Linked DNA regions of Ovis aries: region 1 is linked to region 2. A link is a contact called in public Hi-C data. All regions are on one chromosome and are shown on one strand. The core of a region is the stretch at or near the end of the contact, and the rest is flanking DNA. Distances in the headings are between cores, read along the strand shown.

Region 1 (4,442 bases), core at 150-2,649, 76 kb after region 2:
AGGCGGCGGACTCTCGGTAGCCAGCGATGAGCTGCCGCACGGCGCTGATCTCGGTGGGGCTGAGCTGGGCGGTGGGCATGGTCCGGCTGGTGCTGTTGCTGGAGGGGGTGGGCGTGGGCGTGGTGGAGGTGGTAGAGGCCCCGCCTTTCATGCTGAGGTCCGTGGGCCCTGCAGAGAGGGGAGCCAGGGTGAGGGGCATCCTTTCCTCTCTTCGGGGGACCCGAGACCCTCATCTGTCTCCATGGTTGTGCCCCTAGTGCTTCGAAAGGGTGGGCGTGTGAGGGTCAAAAGGTAAGATGGGACCCAGAGGTACCCTCCAGAGAAATCACCTCCCCTTTGCTTGTGAACAGTGGCGGGCAAGAGGGAGTCTGCAATCTAACTGAAACACACAGGGGAGGTGTGCGGGTGGGGGGCGGGTGGGAGTTCCTCTCCATCTTTCCCAAATACCTCTACGGGGTGGGCTGTGGGTTTGGAGTCAGAAACCCGGACTGGCGGCCTGTTTGGCCACTCTAGGCAACTCCTAACTGCCCTGGGCCCCCGGCTCTCAGCTGCAGCACCAAGAGGCTATTGTGGGGCTGAGCCATGCTGGTGAACCCCTCAGTGAGGCCGGGGCTGCTCAGTCTATGGAAGGGCCACTGGGAAAGGGCTTCCAAGAAAGACAAAAATGCCTGAAATTTGAAGAGCATTCTTTCCAGGCATTCAGCAAGAAGAAAGCCAAAGAAGAGGGTCTGGAGCTCAGTGTAGGAGTTGGAGCTTCCCTGGGAGGCCTTTTCTCACCCAGCTAGGTCCCTGTGCCCTGCCCTGCGCTGAGGTGCACATGGGTGTTTAAGGCTGTTCTCCCCGATAAGCCAGCTCCTCTCTACCCCATTGGTTCTGACAGCTGGTTTCACTCATCATTGCATCTACAGTGGCAGGTTTTGTTTTGTTTTGTTTTGTTTTTGCTGTGTCACAAGTCTTGTGAGATCTCAGTTCATGACCAGAGACTGAATCCACGCCATGGCAAGGAGAGCCTGGAATCCTAACCACTAGACCACCAGGGAGCTCCCTACAGTGCCAGTTTTTATGTTGCTATAGAGATGGATAAGCTTGGCACTGGAGACACAGACTGCAAGTAACGTCTTGGGAGCAATTCTGGAAACGACTGTTGGTAGTGGGAACCTGCTTCAGCCCCCAGATGGGGAAGGGAGCTGGAGTCTAGGGTGGGATGGTTTGTCACATGGGGCTATTTCCTCTCTAACCAGAGAACAGCATGCCAAGTAGGAGGTCCTAGGAACCGGCTTGCTAAGGAACATCCTTGGGATTGAGGGTCAAGGGAAGTCTATTGAAGCACAGGAAGAAGGACTGGAGGCGTGAACTGCTGGGAAGAGCAGCCAAGCAGGTGGCTGCCGCCTACAGCGGTGGCTGCCGGGACAGGCTGGAAGCAGGCGGGGACTCTGCAGTGGGTCCTGGCTGTGGCAGGGTTAGGTGCCCTCAGGACACTGCCTGGGGATGGCAGTGGAAGGCCAGAGGCGCCTGCCACATCGGTGTGAGCTGGCCCTGGGCTTCCTCTCTTTCCTCCCTCCACCCCCAAGCAGGGTCCTGTTTACTGCTGGGCTCAGAGCAGTCCTTCTGTCTTTCCCCGGGGGCTCTGGTTACTCAGGGTGTTGCTAGAGGGCAACTTGCCCAGCACCCCAGGGAAGACAGGCGAGCCTAAGGCTTATCTGGGCTGATCTGGGTTCCCTGACCCACTCATGAGCTAAGTGAGGGGCTCTAACCCACTGGCAGGACGACCCAGCCAAGACACCAGACCGACTGACCCCACGTTAAGGGCTGTCGCTGGGAGGGCAGTGGAACTGGGGCTGCGTGCGGTCTTCTTCCAAGTGCTGGACCCAAACAGGATGTGGCTGCCCCAGGCAGGAGGTCAGCGAGCAGAACTTGGCTTCTGTGACCTCACTGCCCACGCCTAAGGAACCAGGGGAGACTGAGCTAGTGGCCTGCCTTGAAGCCTCTCCGGCAAGAGTGAACAAACAGGTAGAGAGGTGGAGAGCCCTGGCGGCTGTGCCGTGAGACGGGCCCTGCTGCGTGGCCCCAGGCGGGGGCTTACCACCATCGCCCGCCGCCTGGGAAGGGCTCTCCCCAGGCACGACAGGGGACTCTAACCTCCCTGCCGCCGCTCCTTCTCCAGACCCACTCTAACCAGGTCCCCAAGCAGCAGGGCTGTCCGATGGTGCTTCCTCCTGGAAGGAAAGCAGCCCACCTGGGACAGCCCTCCCCAGCCTGCCTGCAGCCGGCCACTCTGGCCTCAGCCTCAGGGATTAGGGCCAGGCAGCCTCTTATTTTAGGTTAAGAGGCATTAGGAAGGATGAGAAGTTAAGCCCAGGCAGGAATCCTTCAGGGACCCTCACATATTTCCCAGTGGTGGGGAGCAAGGGGAGTGGCAGGTGCCTGAGCTCTCTGCCATGGGAAGGGACCCGCGAGGGGTCTCCCTCCTGCGGCCAAGGACAAGGGCTTGAGAGGAAATCTCAGGCACATTTGGCCAAGACCTAGAACCAGAGTTCCCTGGCCTGCAGGTGGCACCTTCCTCTAACCTACTCCTCAAGCAGCAGCTTGCTGTCACCATCGGCTCTTCCTCACCTCTGAATGCCCCCAAAGCACGCTGCTTCGGCCTCCTGGCCTCCACGTTAAAATCACACAAGGGTGGACAGCACAACTCACAGCCTCCTTTGCTTAGAGCCTATCCGTGGCTCCCACCACACACAGAACAAAACCCAAATGCCTGACCCAGGAAGCCCCAGGATCGCCCCCAGCCTGCTCTCCACGGGGGCACTGTTCTTCCCCAGTTGCTCCCACCCCCCAGGCCTCCCTATGAAAGGGCCCGAGGCCCCCACTCAGGGTAGCACCTGGCTCCATGGGGAGGTTTGTATCTTTGGGGGGCTGTTTCTCTCCAACACTGATCTGTGTCCTGTCTGCATCAGTCACCTGGGAAGAGTTACAGAGAGCACCTGGGGGTGGAGAGGGGACAGATGGCGACCCACTCGCTGCCCCCAGGTGACCTAGGTGGGGCCCCACCGTGCTCCCTTGAACCTTCATCTCACACCTGAGGTCATGACCTGTGGCCTGGCGGGGGAGGTGACCTGCCTGGGGCTGAATCCTGGCTCTGCCATCAACGTTGGGAGACCTGGGCACAAGACCTGGTCATTTTCAGTAAGACGAGTGCCAGGTAAAGCGCTGGGACTCTGCTTGCAGTGGCGGGTGGGGGCAGGGAACCAGGGAGAGGCCCAGCAAGCCTCCTGGGAGCCAAGAAAGGAGTAGTAGGTAGTGGTTTATTTAGCCTTCCCTTCTGAGGACGGCTAAAATGACAAGATGGGGAGGGTCCCTGTAACACAGGAGTCACTTTCCCGGCAGCCTCTGTCCCCACCCTCCCCGCCGCCCCCACCAGGCTGCTGGTGTCCCACACTCACCATTACTGTGATTTCCCGTTTGGAGGGAGGCAGGAGGCTGCAGGTTGCTGCCCAAGGCCCCGTAACCACGGTAACTGTAGTTGAGGCCACCATTGGCGTACACGGGGTCCTGGGAGTAGGAGGCTGGCAGTGAGTAGGTGGAGTGGGCGATGGCTGTGGGGTCCCGGGAGTGCTGCTTGTCCAGGGCTATGGGCTCGTCCTGCGGGGCGGGAGGGAGGTGCTGGGGAACCTCAGAGGCAGCCAGCCCTGACCAAGGTTCCTGGACGGTGGGTAGATGGTGGCCCCAGATATGCTGGGACTCAGTGTGGGGACCTGCAGAGCTCTCCCTCTCTCCCTGGCTGCCTTGCCCAGGGCCTCCCCCAGACCCCCATCTCTTGTCTATGTTCCATGCAGATTTGATCTGTTCCTGCCTGGCTGAAGACCATCTTGGGTCTCCAGACGAAGTCCAGAGGCCTTTCTGAAGTCTGCAAGGCCTTTGTGTCGGCTCCTCTGCTCCCCGCCCGCCCTAGCACCTCCCCTGCCTGAGGACGCCTTCCCTATTCCCTCTGCACCGGGGCCCTGGGACCTGCGGGGCGGCCGAGGGCGCCCCCCAGCAGCTGGCAGCAAGCAGGCAGCTGGCAGCAAGCAGGCACCTGAGAGGTCTGGTACATCTCCAGGCGCATCCTTTTGGCTGCTTTTCTCGTCTCGCTCTCGCAGGCAGCTGCCAGGATGTTTTCTGCCATGGCCGAGGTCAGGTGGGGAGGTGTGGGTCTGGTCTGCAGACAGAAGCGGGGATGGAGCCAGAGTTGGGGTGCAGAGACCCCTGGCAAAGAGGTGGGCGGGGCAGGGCTGGGGTTTGAGCTCCTCTGTGAACCAGAGGCCACAGTGTCTGCTTCCAGAGGTACTGGAGGGGGCTGGGCGGGGGGATGCTGGGGGCTCACCATCTCCATGCCATTCTTCTTCATGCGCCGGCAGGACTTGAGGTACGTGCGGATGCGCTTGCGGGCCCGTTCCTGGAACTCG
Region 2 (4,847 bases), core at 1,975-4,474:
GCACTTTTTACACTTCTGACTCAAATCTTCTTGATGGCCTTTAGTGAGTCTGCTGTGTTCCAGTGAGTCCGTTGTGATCTCTCTACAAAGATCCCACTTAATCCCAATTCCACCCATTTGAGTTTATGTACCCCATTATCCAAATGATGACTCTGAGTCAATGAGAGGTTTCACAGCTTGACCAAGACCACACAGCCATGGAAAATGACTACAAGAAGATTCAAACCCAGGCCTGCCAAAATCCAAAGTCCGTGGCAATGCATTATCTCTTAGTGAGGTTCCTAGGGTATATGTGTCCTCTTGAGAATGCTTAGGTTTGCTGGTGGTATGCTTGCTATTCAGATTCCTGTGTGCTTTGCTCATAACTGTGCAGCTTGAAAACACTGACTCATCCCCAAACAGGGCAGGGCTGAATATTAGACCTGTTTATCTTATACTGCGCTGTGGCACCTGTGTTGACTTCAAAGAAACTTTGTAATAAAAACACTGTGATAAAACAGAAAAACACCCGCCCCCAAATATATATATATAGGCTTGTTTTTGGTGTTTCTGACAACAGAATACACTCATGAGTCTCATTAACTTTAAAAAAAATGACAACTACTTAAGGTTTAATGACTAAAGCCAATTCTCTAACACACATCTTGCAGAGTCCTCTGAACATACTCTTTTCACACTTAACTATGATGTTGTCATTGGTTTCTGTTTGATTCTGCAAGGGCAGAGACTTTGAAACATTCACATCTGGATTCCCCTGTGGCTTGACTCAACTGAGAGCCAGGAAAAAAATTAGGTATTTCCACAGTCCCTGCATTAGCTTTCTTTTGCTATTATAAAAAGTTACTAGGTTTAGTAGTTTAAAACAACATTCTGTCTTACACTTTCTACGGGTCACAAGTCTGGACTGCGTGGGTCAGCTGGTTCTCTGATCTGGCTAAAATCAGCCTGTTAGCAGGACTGGACTTCTCTCTGCAGGATGAGAGACGGGGAGAACGTGCTTCCAGGCTCATTCAGGTTATGAAATCTCAGTCCCCCATGACTGTTGAACTGAGGTCCCATTACTTGTGGACAGGTTCGCTGCTTCTAAAGGCTTCTGACATTCCCTGGCTCATGACCCCTTCAGCAACAGTGGGTTGACTTCTCAAGCTTCCAATCTGATTCTTTTCTGCCATTTCTCTCCAAGCCATCTCTTTTGCCTTCAAGGGTCCATGTGATTACACTGGGTTCACCCATATAATCCAGGATAATCTCCCTATTTTATGGTCCTTAATTCCATCTGCAATGTCCTATTTCCCATGGAATATAACATATTCACAGATTCCAGGGACTAGAGCATAGTTTTTCTTTTTTTTGGCAGCCGGGCAATAAGAACATTATTCTGCCAACCACAGTGCCTATACTAAACGTGTACATTTTAGAATAAATCTTCTCTGGTGACTCTCTGGAGGTCAGTGGGGCAGGGGTGGTAGTGGGATGAAGCTACTCAAGAAAAGATTTTAAACAGGCCAAATGACCTGTCAAAGGTTATACATTAAACCAGTACCACCACCATCACCCTTTTGTGAAAAGTCAGGTCAAACACTGTTTTTCATCATGGAAATGGGGTTCTTCTTTCCCCGCATTGGGGTGAAGTTAGAAGGGGACAGAAGATTAGAAAACACGCTTAGGGATTCCCTGGCAGTCTAGTGATTCCCACTCTGTGCTTCCACTTAAAGGTGCACAGGTTCCATCCTTGGTCAGGAAACTAACATCCCACATGCCAAAAAAACCCCCAACAAAACCATGCCTTATTTTACCTTGCACAGTCTATTCACCTTGCAGGATTTTGTTTACTGGACCTGAAAGCCTCCTGTGTGATGAGAATTTGAAGGGGGAGCACTGAACTCCATGGTGTTCCACGTGGGCAGCACCCTGTTTATCTTCCCTCATCACTGGCTCTCCCATGTGCTAACACCAGGGAGTGGAAGGTGTGCTTCCTCACTGCGGGAATCCTTTCAAATGTGACCAGTGACACCTCCTGTCTAATTTTAAAGAATTGGCCATTATCCAGTTTAGGACTGATTCTTGCGATGCTTCTGGGCAGTTGGCTGATTCAATAAATAGGCACAGAAAACCTATGTGTTGGGTACTCTGAACCTCATTTCATTTCATGCTTCTGCAACCAAAGCTTGGAGAGGGTAAGTACGTTGCTCATTGTCTCTTAGGCTGTACCAATGATTAAACACTTACTCTATGCCAGGAGCCAAATTATACGGACCTAATGTCAGGGTTCCCCCTGCACACCCTCTTCCAACCTGCCAGGTGTTTTACGCTGCTATTCATCTCAAAAATACTGTGATAGCCACGGAATGGTTTAGCCAGGATTCGGCTCTAGGTTCTTTTGACTCCATTTCTGTGTTTCCTCTGGGGTAGTGCTTCTAAAAAGGTCTCAGGTGCATTCTGGTAAGCATGGCTCCAAAGTCCAAGTTCTTGACACAACCCGTAATCTTATCAAGTTCACCAGGTGGTAAGAACGCTGTAGGCTGCGGGTGCAGCTTCTGCAAACGTACACCGGCATGAAAGCACAGGAGGAAATGGGGAACTAACTGTTTAGGTCCATCAATCGCGCAATAACCGTTTTACTGGTATAAGTGTCTTTCTGTCTCATTATTATGCGGCGGTGAGTCATTTAGGGGAGGACCAAAAGGGAAAGTCCTGTCTCTAGTCACCTACAAGAAGTATCAGTGAGAACAGCTTAGGCGGAGACGGGGAAAAGTGGGCGCTGGGAGTCGAGCTACCAGTTCTCTATTCGCACCCTTAGCCGCGCGTCGGCCCGAAGACGAGACGCGCCGAAGGGGTTAAACGCAGCTCGGGGTAGGAGGGCAGCGGGCCACCGCCCCTTCCCAGCACCACCTCCCACAATGCCTCGGGCCCCCAACCAGTTCCCGCACCTCGCGAGACTCGCCCAGCCCCTTCCCCGAACGACTGCCCGTCCCCCATTCCCTACCGAGCTCTGCGCGGGGAAAAGGAAGGGAGGGGAGGGCGGAAAAGACGGGACGCAGGGCACGTCGGGAAGTGTGGTCCAAGAGTTTCATGCAGCCATATTCTTCCGGAGCGGGGGAGGCCAGAGAGGCAGCCGGGACTACGACTCCCAGCCGCCCTTTCGGTTTGTTTTTGTTCAAAAAAAAAAAAAACCCCACACTCCCCCTCCTCACTCTTCACACACACTCACACACACCCACGGCAGACACGCATACACCCGGGCGCCGAGGGGAAAGCCGATTCTCGCCTTCCCGCCCCGCCGCCAGTCGGGTCTTGGCCTCTTAGCAGAGCGGGAAAGCAGAGGCCGGAGCCGTGACCTCTGACCCCGTGGTTATGCGGAGCCGCCGCATTCCTTAGCGATCGCGGGGCTACTGCCTTCTTCGCCGCCGCCGCCGCCGCGGGCGACTGACGCAGCGCGGGCGCGTGGAGCCGCCACCCCTCCCCCACCGCCGCCCTCGCGCCGGGTCTCGCGCCAGCCGGTCCCCGCGCGCCCGCCCCCTCTCCCCGGCCGCACCCGAGTCCTCGCGCGTCGCCGCCGCCACGCGCCCCCCGCCGCCGCCGCCGCCGCCGCCGCCCCAGCCCCGCGCCGCCGCTCGCCCCGCCCGGAGGTCCCGCGTGGAGCTGCCGCCGCCGCCGGGGAGGAGGAGGATGAAGGACAAACAGAAGAGGAAGAAGGAGCGCACGTGGGCCGAGGCCGCGCGCCTGGTGAGGCTAGCAGCCGAGGGGGCCTCGGTGGGGGTTGTGAGGGGTGGGCTCGCCGAGCACCCCCCCACGGGGAGGGGGAGGGGCGAAGCCCTGCCCACTGCAGGAGGGGGCGGGCCACCTTCCTCCCGGAACGGGACAACCCCCTAAGGCGTTGGGTGGGGAGAGGTCCCCCGCCGGGTCGGATGTGGCGCCTTTTTCTGCACGCCCCCCCCCCCCCCCCCCCCAAATTCCTGCGGAGGGTCGAGCTGGCGGGCCGGCTCCTCCTCCTCTGGGCGGCGGGGCCCCAGCCTCCCTTCCCCCACTATTTGGCAGCGTCTAGGGGGTCTGGGGAAGCTTCGTTTGTGCACTCGGGGGAGTTAGGTTTCCGGGAAGGGTCGGAAGCTCCTCCCTCGCTTCCTGGTGGGCAGTGGGGTGGTGCTTTTGGCTAGGGATGGGAAAGAGCCCCCCCAGTCTGAAGGACGCGAGTGGCATTTTGAGCTTTCGCAATCTAAACCGGTGTGAAGGGAAGCAAAGGCTCACTCCCAGCCTGAACCCTGAGCCTTGGTTTTCAAACTTTAGTGTCCTGTGGGGGCACCTGGGGAGGTTGTTAAGAATGTTCATCCTAGGGCCCTACTTAAGACCTAATGAGTCTGAGATTCTGGAGTAGAACCTGAGTATCTTCATTTTGACCAGCTTCTCAGGTTGGCTGTAATGCAGGTGACCCACGGACCACACTTTGAGATCTGCTGAGCCGAGTCCACAAGCTAGCCCGAAGATAGGCAGTCTGCAGACAGCTAACTACACTTTGTAAAGAATGTTTGCGTGTGTTCTCTATTTTTTAGTGTCCTCTTGCATGTAAACATGAAGTGTTGAACAAAGACCAAGTGTCTCTGTTTGAAGACACTGCTCACTGAGGATTTAGCAAAGGAGAGAGTAATTTGAGTATTTGAAGCTGCCTGGTAATGCGGTTTTTGTGAATCTTCTGTTGTCCCAAAATGTCAGAGGACTTGCAAGTGAAATATATTCCTGTGGATTTGCACCCAGAAAGTGAAGACACTTCGAGACATGTTCTTATAAAATCTCGCTGATGACAATAGTAGCAGGTTACACTTGTCTCAGAGATATCACTTCTTAGAACTGTC

The links. A called contact is a pair of places that touch in the nucleus more often than the background predicts.
Region 1: a Hi-C map of liver shows a contact between it and region 2, with 2.0 times the contacts expected there. The contact joins the enhancer-like site here to the promoter of ASXL1 in region 2. A contact is called at or near these places in 3 of 16 Hi-C or Micro-C datasets (hypothalamus, liver and tail adipose tissue).

Annotation. Positions count from the first base shown.
Region 1 is chr13:61,542,897-61,547,338 of ARS-UI_Ramb_v3.0, forward strand. It overlaps NOL4L (nucleolar protein 4 like), which reads right to left. Exons shown (of 11, transcript XM_060397694.1): 8 at 4,361-4,442; 9 at 4,073-4,195; 10 at 3,441-3,639; 11 at 1-168. Among named protein-coding and RNA genes, the nearest start is that of ASXL1, 77 kb to the left of the region's middle. Within about 2 kb of position 1,400, at least 9 of the 54 cell types and tissues checked have an H3K27ac peak or open chromatin away from gene starts, as enhancers often do. A contact at or near this core is called in liver, where this site is marked.
Region 2 is chr13:61,465,318-61,470,164 of ARS-UI_Ramb_v3.0, forward strand. It overlaps ASXL1 (ASXL transcriptional regulator 1), which reads left to right and starts at 3,225. Exons shown (of 13, transcript XM_060397690.1): 1 at 3,225-3,726; 2 at 4,399-4,527. It overlaps LOC121816204 (a long non-coding RNA gene), which reads right to left and starts at 3,140. Exons shown (of 2, transcript XR_006055682.2): 1 at 2,987-3,140.